Regions from separate parts of the Anser cygnoides genome. Here region 1 is linked to region 2. A link is a contact called in public Hi-C data. All regions are on one chromosome and are shown on one strand. The core of a region is the stretch at or near the end of the contact, and the rest is flanking DNA. Distances in the headings are between cores, read along the strand shown.

Region 1 (7,078 bases), core at 559-3,058, 280 kb before region 2:
GTTTGGCCTGAACCATCTGTGGTTGCCTTGGAGAAGAGGGTGGGATCAGAGAAGGAATGAAAAATATATGGAGAAGAGTAGGTTTACAAAGTGACTGGGATTACTGAAATCATGATCAAAACTCATCTTATAGGTGTATATATACTCTTTCTATAGCTCTGATACTTCAAGAAGTAAATCAGTAAACCTGAAAATAATTACTAACCAAACCCACTAATTTTAATATATCTGAACTTACGCATCTGGTTTAAGTCCATAGCATAGGTCTCTGATGTACTGTTTCCACAGTTCATGCAGTGGTAAAAAGATTGCATATCTGTAGTTAAAAGGCAAAAGTTATCATACAAAACTTAATTATCAAAAAATCTGTTGCTTGATTACTGAAATAATCGATGTTAGTCTTAACTCTTTAAATATGGATGAGCTTTAATACCTTTTATTACCTGCTCTAATACCTTGCATGGGAAGTAGACCACTAACCAACAGGTTTATTTTTATGAAAAAATAGTCTCCTGTCAACCCAAAACAGTGATGCATTAAGAGGTTTCTACTCCCCTACCTCCCTCCTTACTTTGTTTTACAAGGAAGGAAGTCATTCAACATGTATTAAGTTGAGAAACCCGACAGAAAATTCTGGTCACAGTTTAACTTTTAAAAACAGAAATCCAAGGCAACTGTATTTGGTTTTGATTTCTTGTATTTGGGTACACAAGAGGAAAGAGAACCCAGTAACAAACAATTTTACCATATATTCAGCCAAAGTAATTGCTGTGGTTAATTGCCACAGAGTAACAGACTGACTGTATGTACTGAAGAGTGAGTAGCCACATATATGTGCTCCTGGTTTTTACTTTTTATGAACTTCTCACACAAAGAAAGTATTTTAGATCTTACCTCTGCTGTTCAGGTTCGATTTCAAAAAGACGCATTTCTCGCCTCTGCTTTGCAGTAAAGCTTTTAGGTTTCTTCCTCTTTTGCTTTTTTCTTTTTCTGGCATAATGCTCCAGAATTACGGCTTTCCGAGATAACACATCCTGGATAGCTTCATCTTTCATTTTTGGCATGCTACGCTTCAGGAAGGCGCTTACAAAGGCTTTAGCCTCTTCTGACCTCTGAGGCTGAAGACATTTTGACGAAACACTTTACGAACTTAATAAAACTAAAGCAGCCGCTGCTGCCTGCCGTCCTTACCGGTGACAGAGCCACCCAGTAACCCCACGAGAGCAGTACTAACATACCTCACGTTCTGAAGCCCCACCTGGCCGCCAGGCGGCCAAGCACAACACGCCCCGAGCTTTTTTTTTCCACTCACCCCCACGCCCACACCTCGGGGAGCCTCCAGACACAGGCCCGGAGCCTCCGGACGCGACCCCGACGCTCCCCGGCGACCCCCAGCGCCTCAGCCCCCGCCGAGTGCCCGGGGCCGGCGGCGGCGGTACCTGCAAGCACAGCTCCTCCGTCGCCTGGCGCGGCAGCCCGCCGTACAGCGCACCTGCACGGGGCACAGAGCGGGGCCGTCAGCCGTACAGCGCACCCGCACGGGGCACGGCGGCGGGGACCGGCGGCCCCCAATGTCCCGACCCCGCTCCCCCCGTCCCGCTCACCCTCCATGGCGGCGGCGCCGGGCGCAGGCCGCTGACGTGCCCGCGCGCGCGCACAGCCTGCAGCCGGGATCGGCGCCCGCCCGCCGCCGCTTTTATCCGCCAGGCGGCTTCCGGGGTGCGCATGCGCGGTGTTGCGCGCGCCCACCTCCTGAGGGGGCGTGAGGGGGAGGGGCGCATGCGCGGGGTCCCGGGGGGGTGTGGCGGCGGGAGGCCTGGTCGCTGCCGTGCTTCGTTACCGGGGATAATTAAAAATAACGGCCCGCGCCCCCGCCTCTCACGGAACCGCAGAAAGCTGCACCGATGCATCGCTCGCTAGAGGAGCGATGCCAGGCCGTGACAGACGTTCGAAAGACAACGCGCCCGCTGTGCCGTGTCACACGGCCGTCAGCAGCCCTCCCGCAGGGCGGCGGGGTGCCCTGCTGGCGCCGCGGTGCCGCCGCGTGCCGGTGCGACGGGCTGGGCGCCGTCCGCTCCTGATCCAGCGCCCAGCGGCCCGGGGCTGCCAGCCTGGCCTGCCCCGACGCGTACTGAGGCGCTGGCTTCCTCAGCGGTCCCTGCCTGCCCTGGTCGCGGTGGGGTTAGCGAGCCTTGTACTGCCTTAAGCAAAACGATAAAGGAGAAACTTCAGAAAACAGAGAAAATTACATGACGCTAATTGAGTTAAACCTATGAATTTAACACGGAAAGTTTAAAATTTTATTAAAGACAATGTTACTTTGCTAATTAATTTCACAAATTCTTATCACAAAGCAGTAATTGTGCCAGAACTATTTTCTCAGGACGGAGAGAAAATACGGGCAGATAGTGATAGGACAGGGGAGAATAGCTTTACACTGAAAGGGGGGAGATTTAGATGGGATGTTATGTGCGAACAGACATAACTGTCAATAGCGGACAGCGTAGAAAGAGCATTTGGTAGGCGGGAGACCAGTCCTTTGTCTCTGGCATTGCCAGAAGTCTGCACTGCAAGGTCATACTGGACAAAAGGAAAGGAAAGGCATCTCAAAACTTTCTGAGCAAACAAGTTAAAAAAAAACCACAACAATTATTAGAGTCTGCTTGCTAAAAAGCTTTTTATAGAGAGGTTTTACTACTTGGCATATCAAAAGAAATACTATATTGTTACCCCACTGCTGGCTAAGGTAGCAGATCCCAGCCTTAACCTCAAATTTCAGCGGCTATCCTGCTAGAGGTGACAAAGACTTCCTAAGTCTGGGAAAGCCTTGCTATATATGCCATTGTTTCTGGAGTACACGGCTGCTGGTGTGGCTGGAACTGGGTTTCTGCAGAAGTAAGGGTCCCATAGAGCTCCATGTGCCTTGTAAATCACAAACCAGAGGGGGCAGTCATCTCTAAGAGCAAAATAAAATAATAATAATAAAAAGAACACAAAAAAGAGAAGTAACATTGCTTATCACAGTGATGAGGTCCTGCAAAGGAGGAAGCTGTGGCCAGGGTAGATTGTTAGATTAGCCATTTAGATTAAAGCAGATAGGAAACATTTAATGACATTAACTTCTGTTAGGCTTTTGAATAGCTACATTACTATTATTACAGCAAAGATCAAGGTGCAAAATGAACATTATTTCTAACCAGAGTCAAACATTCATATTCAAAAGACAAGGAAGGTGTTACCTGCTGTGAGGTTTGCCTCTTCTGCCCCTGTTGCTGCCTCTCTACTCTTGGGATAAGACACGTCTTGCTCTTGAAACCAGTGCAGCTAATTCCTTTTCCTTGCCAGCCGAATCCCAGCTCGTGCTGCCCTCTGCTCAGATGTGTTGGTTCTCCAAATAAATAAAGTGTTTATATTCCTGTCACGGGGTGGGTATTGGCTTAGCACATAATGAAGAACTGCTTGGTAAAGGAGACGTACAGAGCGAGTTACTGAGCCAGAGTATAGGAAATACGACAATTTGTTGAGTGCTGCTGTGGAGCACAAAGGCACTGAAGTGATACCTAACGGGGAATGAAATTGTAGATATGTGTGTATGTTTGTAAAGAAAAAAGGGCCAGCCTCTTCAGAGTATTAAGTATGAGGACCGATTGATGTGTATCAGAGACCTCCTGGCAGTTAAGGACATTGCCACAGCAAACAGATCTCTTGATTTTACAAAGCTGTGACACCTTGAGTTGTCATTGCTATTAAGAAAAGATCAATTTTCATGAATGGAGTACCAGGATGAGCACTATGGGTCTTCAGGGCCGTATGAGTGCTCCTTCACTGGATTTATGCTGCAATTCCTGAGGCACTTAAGGGATTAATAGTCAAATCAGTGTTGGCGATGCTGGTGTTGTAAATCCAATGATCCAGGCTAAACTGGTGCCTGGGGAAGCCAGTCTCTTCCAACAGCTCTACGTCTTCATTTCCCAATTTATCTTCAGATACAATGGCTGAGGGAGCGAGATTAGTGCATTAGTATGTGTTCCAGGAAAATATGTGGAAATAGTGGAAATATGCGAACAAAAGAGCAAACAAAATAATTATAATGCATGTTTCTGAATGTGCAGTATCACCTCCTCCACCTGTCTGTGTGTCTTAGACCTTTGAATCTTTTTACTTCTTCAAGTAAATCAGCGTGAAAGCATGATATAGGTTTATGGTGATATAAACCCCTAATGTATATTATTTATTCCAAGTTAAGGTGGCAACACTGGTATTTCTTATTCCATTAAATCTGTGTTTGGCATTATTTATTGCTCTCTAAATATATATATATATATATATATTTGTAAAAACCCAACACTGAACCACTATACTTGTGTACAGTAGGGGGCTATATTGCTTTAGCTGTCGGTATTTCTGAATTACAGGTGTGTTGGGAAAAGAATGTATGCAGGCCAAGTCAGGTCACAGCAGTGTCCTGGGGGAATGTCAGAGTGAATGTGGGAGCAATAATAGAAGTTGCTTTATAGTCACAGTCACAGAAAGCTAGAACTTCAGGTGCAGAGTAGCCAAAGACTTTTACTTATGGTGAAACTGAATTCCTTCAAAATCCTCCTTCCACAGATAAATCTACTATAATGTAAAAGAAGATATTTGTATGACATAAGAATAGAAGATCAGGGGTGTTTGTTTGTTTGTTTGTTTGTTTTTTTAAAGAGTTATCATGAGCCGAAGCTGGAGATGAGCAGAGGTGGACTGATGTGTGTAAAAAGTGACTGGGCTATAATCACTGTTATAATCACTTTTGCTGATTGCAGGTGATACAAGAAATAGATACTGTAATTCTTTAAAAGACCGTCTCAGCAAGCATTTGAGCTCTCAAGATCAATATAGTTTATTCCTCTTGGCCAAATTGTATTAGCAGTTGGATTTGGTCCCCGGGGACAGCTGTACTAGCGAAAATAATTTCCATTTAAAATGCTCTGATCTGATTTCCTCCATCTGAATATCAGGCAGCTACCATAACTTCCCCACCGTGTGCTGAAGCAGTGTGCAGCCGGCTCACGTACCACGGCAGTCCTGCCACCGCCACCTGCTCCTCACCGTCCTTTCTCCGCCACTTTTTCCTTGTCCCGCTGACGGCTCCTTTCAGCCTGACCCGGATCAGGCCCATGCCAGCATTTCAGGCTGTGGAAAAGGCTGTGCCTGGGGAATGGGGGGTACGGGCACACTAAGAATTGCTGTTCGGACAGCTGGGTAAACAGAGTATTTGGTATCAGTAGCCTGGACTTTCATTTCGTGGCACTGTAGGTTTACTAGGGGGGAGTTTGTAATGTTTATGTGTGGAAGCCCAAACTCTTGCATTATAGATTTATTTGATGAATTTCGGACGGCTGGGTTTGGTTTAAGAGTGTAATCTTATGATATACCTTCTGGTCCCACAAATGTTCCTTTTCAATGTGTTTTTCAGTAAGTTTTCTGCTTTATCAGTTTGTCTAACTCATTGATTAGGATGAGATATGTCCTCCTGACCTGATAAACTATTCACGCTGACTGAAGGGTCATTATTACCTTAAAATCCCAGCTCCTTGTCCTCTCAAATTGCAGATGTTACTTAAGCGTGAATAAGAAAGTCTGGCTTTGCTGTGCATGAAGAAATACAATCCAAATATATCTTAATGGGTCAGAAATCGGGGGGACATACAATAACCCCCAAATGGTTTCAAAGCTTTTAATGATTTAAAAAGCTGGGCTTTAAAACGCAGGCAAAGAAAGAAGCCAGCTCTGTTGGAGTCCCAGCTGCTGCCTGCCTCACCAGGGGGCAGCGCAGGACAAGGACTGGGGAGCCTGCCTCGGCTGTCTGCGTTGGGGCATCTCTCTACGTGTTGCTGCGATCCAACTAACGGTTTAAAGTTAAAAAAAAAAAAAAAAAAAAAGTTAAATATTGTTTCATCTTTTAGACGAAATTTACCAGTTTGCATCTTCTTTTAGCATACAGGTTTCGAATTCTCACATACCCCAACTTCTTTTACATTATAGTAGATTTATCTGTGGAAGGAAGATTTTGAAGGAATTCAATTTCACCATAAGTAAAGGAAGTGATTTTTTTTTTTTTTTAAACACCAATGTATTTTTAACATCAAAATAACTAGCTATATCCTTCTTAAAATATATATATATATAAAAGAATGAGTGAAACTAGAATACCTGGGGATAACTACTGCAGAAGTATCATTGCCCAGCCTCACAGAATGCTAAAAAAATCACCACTTGCTCCCCAAAACAATAATGAACAGTCAGTAAGCTGAGGTTTCGGTAACTGATATTTGGTTTCCCTGCGTGCTGAGATCATGTATGGTTCAAACACGTCAGTATGACGGAAACCACTGTACACCTGAACAGCTTGTATTTACTAATTAAATAGTAAATGCACCCATGTATTAATCTGTGACAGGCTGTCTTAGAGGCATTATTTTTGCTGTTTCTTGGGTTTCATCATTTAATATTTTAAAGCCTAGCGAACATTGGCCTACATTGAGATAGGGTTGTATGATGCAAAATGGGTATTAAATAAAAATGATAAACTATAACATAGTAATAGTTGTTGGAGTTATAGCAGATTGAATTGTTTAATGTGGCATTTTGTTTGGTTTTGGTTAAACTATATTAAATTAACATAATTAAAAATTTAAAAGAATACAAATAAAAAGGTTTCAAGCACCAAAAAAGTCTATTATGCTGGATGTTTCATCAAAGAAAAATTTAGACTTTTTTCCTAGGAAATGGTTGTCCAGTTCTGGAAGCCTGTTTGATATGGTTTGGTTGGGTCGACTTTGCAGTCCACCACTGGTATATAAGTTTTGGCCATACCTGTGTAACTGCAGATCACGTTGCTATTTGTGGAGTGCAAAAGAAACGCGGTAACCCTACGAGCACGGCTCGGCAGTGCCGTGGCTGCAGCGGGGCGCATCACCCACCTGCCACAGGCAGTGCCGGGCTGTCCTTGGGGTAAAGGACAGCTGGCAGTGAGCAGCTCAGTGCGGAGTTGTAGACCTGGTGTGACTCAGCCACAGTGCCCTGAAGTGAGGCG
Region 2 (7,741 bases), core at 2,892-5,391:
CCCAAAGTCCTTATGACAATTTGCTGCAGCTATCTCATAATACTGCAGCTTTGATATATCATAGCATTTGTATTAACGCAAAAAGAATTTTTTACTTTAAAATGACAGGAGCATTAAACAGCATACATTTTCATAAGGCTAACACATTTGTGAAGGCACAAAAGCAACCACAGAGGTCTGTTTAGATGGCTTACGCAAAACCGTATTGACATTTAACTTTCAGATTTGGCTGGCAAACACTTGCTCACTATTGCTACTTAGGAACATAAGCCTGACAGCGCTTCTCAAAGAAGCACCTACATACTGGAATATGCTTATTTTGAAGCATTTGAAAATTAAATTTACTCTTTTTTGGACTCTGATAACAGAAGAAGGTGCCTTTTCTGCTGAAATATTTTCACATTTTAATCATCTTCTGACCACGTTATATTTTTAAATTCATCTTATGTTTTAAAAACATTTATGATCATGTTTTCCAAATAAATGACAGCTACCTCATTTTGTCAAAACTCTCTAGAAGTAGCAAGCACATTTTGCCAAGTCTCTAGGAGTAGCACCCAGACAGAAAAACATATTGTAAAGCTACCTCTGCCCCATCCCGAACAACTGAGCTGTATTAGTGAATTCAGATCATTTCTCACTGTCAAAGCTTAGAATCCTTTAAAAAAAACAAACATCTACAAGCACTAGCTCAGATGCTCAGTCTCACAGTGAAACACCAATTATCTTCAGCATATTAAAATCTGATGGCCTTAGAAGAACTTCCTCTTGCCCTGTTATTACTTTTTGATTCCGATCAGGTATTTATTATGATTACGGTAATTCTGTAATCTATTTGAGAACAGTAAATAAGATCATGTTTCTTTAGGTCTTTTTCTGTAAAACAAAATAAAGTTTTTAAAATTTATCCTGTTAAATTGGCAAAAATATGGGTCCTTTCTAATTTTCTCTTTCCTGTTTGAATATAATTTACTTCCACCTCCACATTGATTCATAATCCCAGTAGTCTACAAATTATTTTTCCTCTAGAATAACACCACAGTACCCCTACAATTACTACTTCACTACTAACTACGGTTACCAGCAGTACAGTGCACTTAGTTGGGTAAATCATTATCTATACAGGCTTAGATGTGAAAAACTTGCTGGGAAAGAAATAAATTATAGATCAATACCACTGGAACGGGAAAGATCCATCCTACTTAATTAGAACAACCATATTTCAGTGCATTTCAGACACCAGTTAAAAAGACTCAGTGAATTACTTATATGAAAAAGTCAAACCCCTAAATAAATCTTAATAGGGCCAGTCCCTAAACTACCATTCCACTGAGACATCTTTTAAAATGCACAATCATAAAGTAATTTAGCAGTAGCATCATTAGCAACAGCTGAATTTCACAACAATAGCTCCCGATATAGCCAGTAGGAAACACTAAAGCTTCACAGCCTTGTATGCATGGACTGGGTTGACTAGGTGAGAAATCATGCTTAGAGTTCTACACAATAGTTTAGATCACATTTCTTCCTCACAAACCTCTTTGCCAAGTTTATTTTGCATTTTGGGAAAATTTTAGAAGCTTGAAGAAGTGACGAGGCTTGACTAGAGCAAGGATGTACCTACCAGTGCATCCACCTAGTATTCCAAGCTGAACTTTACTCTTGGAAGCTGTGACAAGTACAAAATTGATGTTATAAATAAATGAAAAATAATAATAATAAACAGGTATTAATTTATTCACCATAGTTTTTATTGAAAGAATGGATCTTTCCTTTAGCCCAGAATTTGTCTGTGTGATATGTTTATTCTCCTCTTACCCTTGCAGTTAACCCAAACGAGTTTTGGGTGAGAATATTGTCCAAAATCTTTAAGTGGTTACTACAGAGAACTGGAACCTTGCCTAGAGGAAGGACTTTGTCACGTGGCTGGGTTGGTGCTTCAGTGAAGAGTCCGAGACACTCATTCTTTCCAATGCTACCACCTGAGCAGAAGCCTGTCTGTACGTCAAGGCTGTAGTGCTCTGTGGTGGCAGCCAACTAACAGCTTCCCTGCTGCAAAAGGAGGAAAGACTACTAAGGTATTCTTCCTCCTCACCTCTGAAAATTGCTGCCCTTCCTCAGAGTGTGCAGCCTGTATGTGCCAAGATTCATTTTATCAACTAAACTACCACCTCCAGAATTGCCCTTGGGAGTGGACTGAGTTTTAATTTGCCTGGAGGATGCCATTTGCCTGTTGCATGGAGGAACGAGCTGACAGCAGCATTGTTTTGCTACAGATTATTTTGCAATGCAGTCAAAAAGATGAAATCACATTTATTATCTAATTAAAGAAACTAAACATACAAATTAATTGACATTTCTGTTTTGCACGTTGCTGGCATACCTCTTAAGAGGATGCTCTTTTAAAAACAATCTTATTTCCATGTGAGAAGTTCCATGGAGTAATACCATCAACCATTTGGGGACTACCCTTGCAGGTCAAGCCAAATCTGCAGCTATTATACTAGATTTAGAATATTCTTAATAGAAGAAATATTTAAATTTACCAGAATACTTTCTGTAACATTAATACAGTACTATGAAATACTTTGACTTGGCCTACATCCACACAGGGACAAGCAGCATGCATGGCCAGAAAAAAATCCTAAAGGCAGAGCCTTTGATTTAGCTTTTTGTTACTCAAAAATACGTTGGGAGCTTTTGGAAAACAACTCACTCTATCTTCAGGAGAGCAGCTTGGTACACTCTTTTGATAAATAATCTAAACCACTTCAAAGATTCCTCAAGTGTACTGAAATTTCTTCCCTTAATAGAGAAGTATTTAAAATATGTGGGAGTGTTGGGGGAGGGTGTTTTTTTCTTAAGCTAACTGCACCAATCAATAGGTGCAACAATAAACAAGCTTCCCATACCATCCATATAGTTGAACGAAACCGATCCAAGTGAAGATGAAAATTGGACTCGTGTTTGCATCTCAGCCCATGTTACAGGGATAATTTGTGAACTGAGAATGGAAGAAATATATTTTTGGCAATAATCAGAGCTGCTGTGTTCCTTCACCCTCCTAATCACTGATAATAAGAATGAGTTTCTGGGGAACCATTTGACTTCCAGAGCAGCCTGAGCTCCAGGCAGAACATGCTGATGAGCAATGGCACACACTGAAGCTGTGGCAGCTGCCCCATGCCCCCAGAAACAACGTTATAAACGTTAACGAGTGCATGGTAAAACATGCTTCACATTTTTCAAACATGTAAAATTGATCACTCACAAATCCCCTATGACAAGCTGAAAATTTTTAAGTTCTTCCCGAATTGCAACTGATATAGAACTATTAAAAAATAAAAAGAAAGAAAAATAAAAAATAAACAGAAAAGCTAAGAAAAGGAAACAAAAGGGGCAAAAATCATACCCTGTGCAACAAATAGGAGAAATAATAAGGGGCATGTCATGTCACAGATCTGGCAGTTTCCTTTGAAGTAATGTTTCTCATTGGTATTTACACACCACCAAATCGTGTCACAAGTGAGTACCAAGGGAGAACATGTAAACCCCTCCAAGATGTTTTGTAATCTCATTGCTTTGTTTGAATCGATCTGTACCTACAGGAGACGCACTGGACTGGTCAGATGTCCCGGCAGTGTTTCCTGAACCATCCTTTGAAACACTGTAAAATGTAATGATTTCAATTTGCTTACAAGTATCATCTGAGGCATTCTAAGATAGGATTTCAATACAGCAAGGCTGACATGCTGAATTATTTCCTATACTGCCCTTTCAAAAAAATACCTCAATGAAGTAAAAAAACAGTAAAAAAAGCATGTTTGCAACAGCATGGAGCTGTTTGGCAGTGACATGGAACAGTCCCAAGGAGAGCAAAACCAGTGACTAACGTGCTTTACGCGAACAGAAAACCTTGGGGAACCAAGCCCCAGGGAGACTCCGGAGCCCCCAGCAGCCGCCGACCCGCGGGCACCGGGGCCGGTGCCGCCCCTTCCCGCCGCCGCCCCGAGCCCCGCGCAGGCCGCAGGCCGCGGGCCCCAGCAGCGCGGCCCCGCCCGGCCGAGAGCCGCCTGCGGGGCGGGCCGCGCGGCGCTGCGGCGGCTCTGGGCCGGCCCCGCTGTGACGTCACCGCGCCGCGACAGCCGGGAAGGTCGCGGCGGTGACCGGGCAGCGCCGCAGCCGCCGCCATGTTGTCCGTGGCCGCCCGCTCCGGGCCCTTCGCGCCCTACCTGTCGGCCGCCGCGCACGCCGTGCCTGGCCCGCTCAAGGCGCTGGCGCCCGCGGCGCTGCGGGCCGAGAAGGTGCCGCTGGACCTGCGGCGGCCGCTGCTCTGCCGGGAGTCGCTGAGCGGCCGCTCGGCCCGGGGGGGGCTCGTCGCCAGCGCCAGCCTCAACGGTGCGGGCCGGGCCGGGCCGGGGGGCGGCGGGGAGCCGGGCGCGGGGGCCTGCCGAGGGGCGGCCGCGACGGGGCGGCAGGCACCGGGACCGGCGGGGAGGACGGGGGCGGCTTCCAGCGGCGCCGGGGCAGCCCTGCGGCGGGGCCAGTGGGGCGGGGGGAAGTGAGGCGTGCGGGGGCTTAGCGGCGGCGGCGGCTGCGGCGCTCGCCGCTCGTGCTTGTGGAGCCCTGCGGGGCGCACGGTTTGGTCCCGGGCGGCCGGCCTCGTGGTAACGCGAATGTGTGTAGCGCTGAGGGCGCTTGAAGTTCTGCTTGTTGGTGGTGACTTGGGTGGCTGTTTATTTTGCATTTGGGAAGGTGCAAGGAAATCCCCATCAAGTTACTCCAGTTAGTTCTCGCAGAATCCAACCTGTGGCCAGAGAAAGACAGTGGCTTTACGTGAAATGCCAATATAGCCTAGCCCATTATTACTGTGGTTGTAGGTCTCACAAGTGTGTCTTTTCATCACTTGGAAACTGCATCTGCTCATGTGCTTATGTCCAGTGAAGGCGGTTTGCCAAAAGCAGGATAACAAGTATTCGTCAGCAGACGTGATACCCAAGTCCTGACCTCAAGATGTCTTTAACAGCAGCGAGTTAACGCAAGACTTCAAGATTGTGGCTAATGCCGTGTACTTCATGTATTAAGGGATGGGATGTGCCCACGGACATGCAATTGGCAGCCTTTCGGAATGCAGCCTGCTTATGCTGCTGATAGCAAGCCAGCTGGTCTGAAGCACTCAGCCTGACCAAGATGAGATGTATTAGGCCAAAAAGCCCTTTAGAGGAACAAAAGATCTGCAATTTACATAGACTTAGTATGAGATACTAGAAACATTTTTGAAAGGTTACTTTACTCCCCAAATGAAGGATCTTTTGTACCCAGTACATGTACGTTTTAAAATGGTATCCCCTACTCATTTCATAAAATATAGAAAATGGATAGAAATAGAGGGCCACTCCTACTTGTTTGATGTGCTGCATCAGCAGCCCTGTATTATTCTTAAGAGATAAAAAGAGTTGCTGAACAGTGTTATTTCAAACCACATTTACAGGTTCAGTGTCTTCCACTTTTTTGTAGGAACACAGGAAAGGACAAAAAGGTTGATGCTACTTCTGGTTTTTTTGAGGCATACATGGAAATCTGTAATGCCAATCTAGGGTGGTCCCATTGTGGTATTAAAAAAGGACCCATTCAAATTGCTGCAATTTTTAGCACATTTCAAGAAACCAGTTTCTACTGGAGTGAAAATAAGCTTCCTTATCTGCTGATGTTGGGCATGTAGCAACAGTTTGCATCATGCTGTTAACTAGGATATTCCTGCAAGTCTTGGAGACTGCTGTGCGTGTAGTGATTAGAACCATAGACTTCACCTGACACAGCTGTAAAGGATATGTTCAGGTGGAAATTCTAGAGATCTGTAATTAATGTAGTTGATATGTAGTCTTATTCTTAGCTTCAGTTAACATAGTCACACTTTACATTGAGTATAAAAAAAAAGTAGCTTAATTGTAACGCTTATTAGCGGGTTACTAATGTGTATATATGTCTTGGTACTGGGATAAGTTAGTATGGCTTGCTCTCAGAGAATTTTCAGTTAATTTCTCTGCAATTAATATCCTAGAGCAAATATCTTCTCTTTGCTGAGTTAATTGTAAATAAATGTAAATACTTTCCCCATTAGATTGGATATAGATCTCTGAGATCTATTTTGAGTACTTTGAGCGAACACTTTCTATTAACCTCTGTTAACCTTGTGCCAACTGCTAGAAAAAACTAAGACTAAATAGTTCTTGTCAAGTAACAGAGGTTGTATTTTAGCAAATAATGTCCTTAGTGTGTTCTTTTCCCTAGCATACTAGATTTTTGTTGAGGGAGGCAGCTTTCCTGCACTGGAGAAGGTAATGGAAGGCCTCTTAGTAAGCAGTCACATCTTGTCAGTTTAGCACACTGGTTTGAAATGGGAATCTCACAAAGTTTGGGAACTAGATATTGACTAAATTTATTCCTAAACACTTCTATGTACCAAATCTGAAAAACTAAATATTGGAGTCTGAAAGATTTAAAAATTATTTACTGGGGCAGTTAGCTTTGACAGCAGTTTAAACTTCTGTAAAGGGGGATATATGATCTTGCATTTTTAATCTTAAAAATGACACTGAAGATTATTAAAAGCATGGAAATTAAGTCAAAGGAAATCAAATTTCTTCATACCATGTTTGTAAGGGAAACATTTGAACAGAAAGAATGTCTGTTTCTTCTCAGATAGTAACTGTATTCTGCAACATTTTTTCCTTGAAATTTGAAAAAAGCAACAACAAAAACTTTAAACCCAGAACTGTTTGCAGGTCCTACTATGTTCTTAACAGGTTTCATATAATTTTGACGGAATGAAATGGAATGATTCACAAGGTGGAATGATTCACAAATCACTTGTTATCTACCAAAAATACCATCTAGTAACCATTTGCTTACAACTTAAAATTGTATAATTAAATAATTATAATAATTATAAAATGTATAATTACAGGAATGCTACCAAGACTTTGAAATAACTTACCCATCATTCAAAAAATGTAATTAAAAAACAACTAACATAAAATACATCATAATATATTTTAACTTGTGTTGTCGTTTCATATTATTTTCCTTGCAGCACCTGCCAGCATGCGTTGTGTCCATAATGATGTCACAGTACCTGACTTCTCTGCCTACCGTCGTCAAGACGTGCTAGATGCCACAGCATCTTCTCAAAGCAGCAGTGAAGCTAGAAAAGGGTTTTCCTACCTGCTGACTGCAACAATGTGTGTAACTGCTGCATATGCCGCTAAGAATGCTGTCACCCAGTTTGTTTCCAGCCTCAGTGCTTCTGCTGATGTGCTAGCATTGTCAAAGATTGAAATCAAGCTGTCTGACATTCCGGAAGGCAAGAACATGGCTTTCAAGTGGAGGGGGAAGCCCCTCTTTGTGCGCCACAGAACCCAAGCAGAGATTAATCAGGAAGCTGAAGTTGATTTGTCTAAACTGAGAGATCCACAGCATGATTTAGACAGAGTAAAGAAGCCAGAATGGGTCATATTAATAGGTGTCTGCACTCATCTTGGTTGTGTACCTATTGCTAACTCCGGAGATTTTGGTGGTTATTACTGCCCTTGCCATGGGTCCCATTATGATGCCTCTGGCAGAATCAGGAAAGGTCCTGCTCCCCTTAACCTTGAGGTTCCAACTTACCAGTTTATTAGTGATGATGTAGTTGTTGTTGGCTGAATAATCAAGTGCTTGCTCGTTTTCTTGTTCTGATGAA

Evidence for each region. Hi-C and Micro-C count contacts between places; a contact is called where the count stands out from the background.
Region 1: a contact with region 2 is called in a Hi-C map of liver, with 8 times the contacts expected there. The contact joins the promoter of POP4 here to the promoter of UQCRFS1 in region 2. A contact is called at or near these places in 2 of 7 Hi-C or Micro-C datasets (both in liver).

What each region holds. Positions count from the first base shown.
Region 1 is chr12:20,265,809-20,272,886 of Taihu_goose_T2T_genome, reverse strand. It overlaps POP4 (POP4 homolog, ribonuclease P/MRP subunit), which reads right to left and starts at 1,808. Exons shown (of 7, transcript XM_048073310.2): 1 at 1,605-1,808; 2 at 1,440-1,492; 3 at 895-1,118; 4 at 239-316; 5 at 1-26. The coding sequence starts at 1,611. All of the region lies in intron 5 of LOC106039568 (protein C19orf12-like), which reads left to right.
Region 2 is chr12:19,990,801-19,998,541 of Taihu_goose_T2T_genome, reverse strand. It overlaps UQCRFS1 (ubiquinol-cytochrome c reductase, Rieske iron-sulfur polypeptide 1), which reads left to right and starts at 4,141. Exons shown (of 2, transcript XM_067004423.1): 1 at 4,141-4,398; 2 at 7,094-7,741. The coding sequence starts at 4,191. The coding sequence ends at 7,704. All of the region lies in intron 7 of LOC106039565, which reads right to left.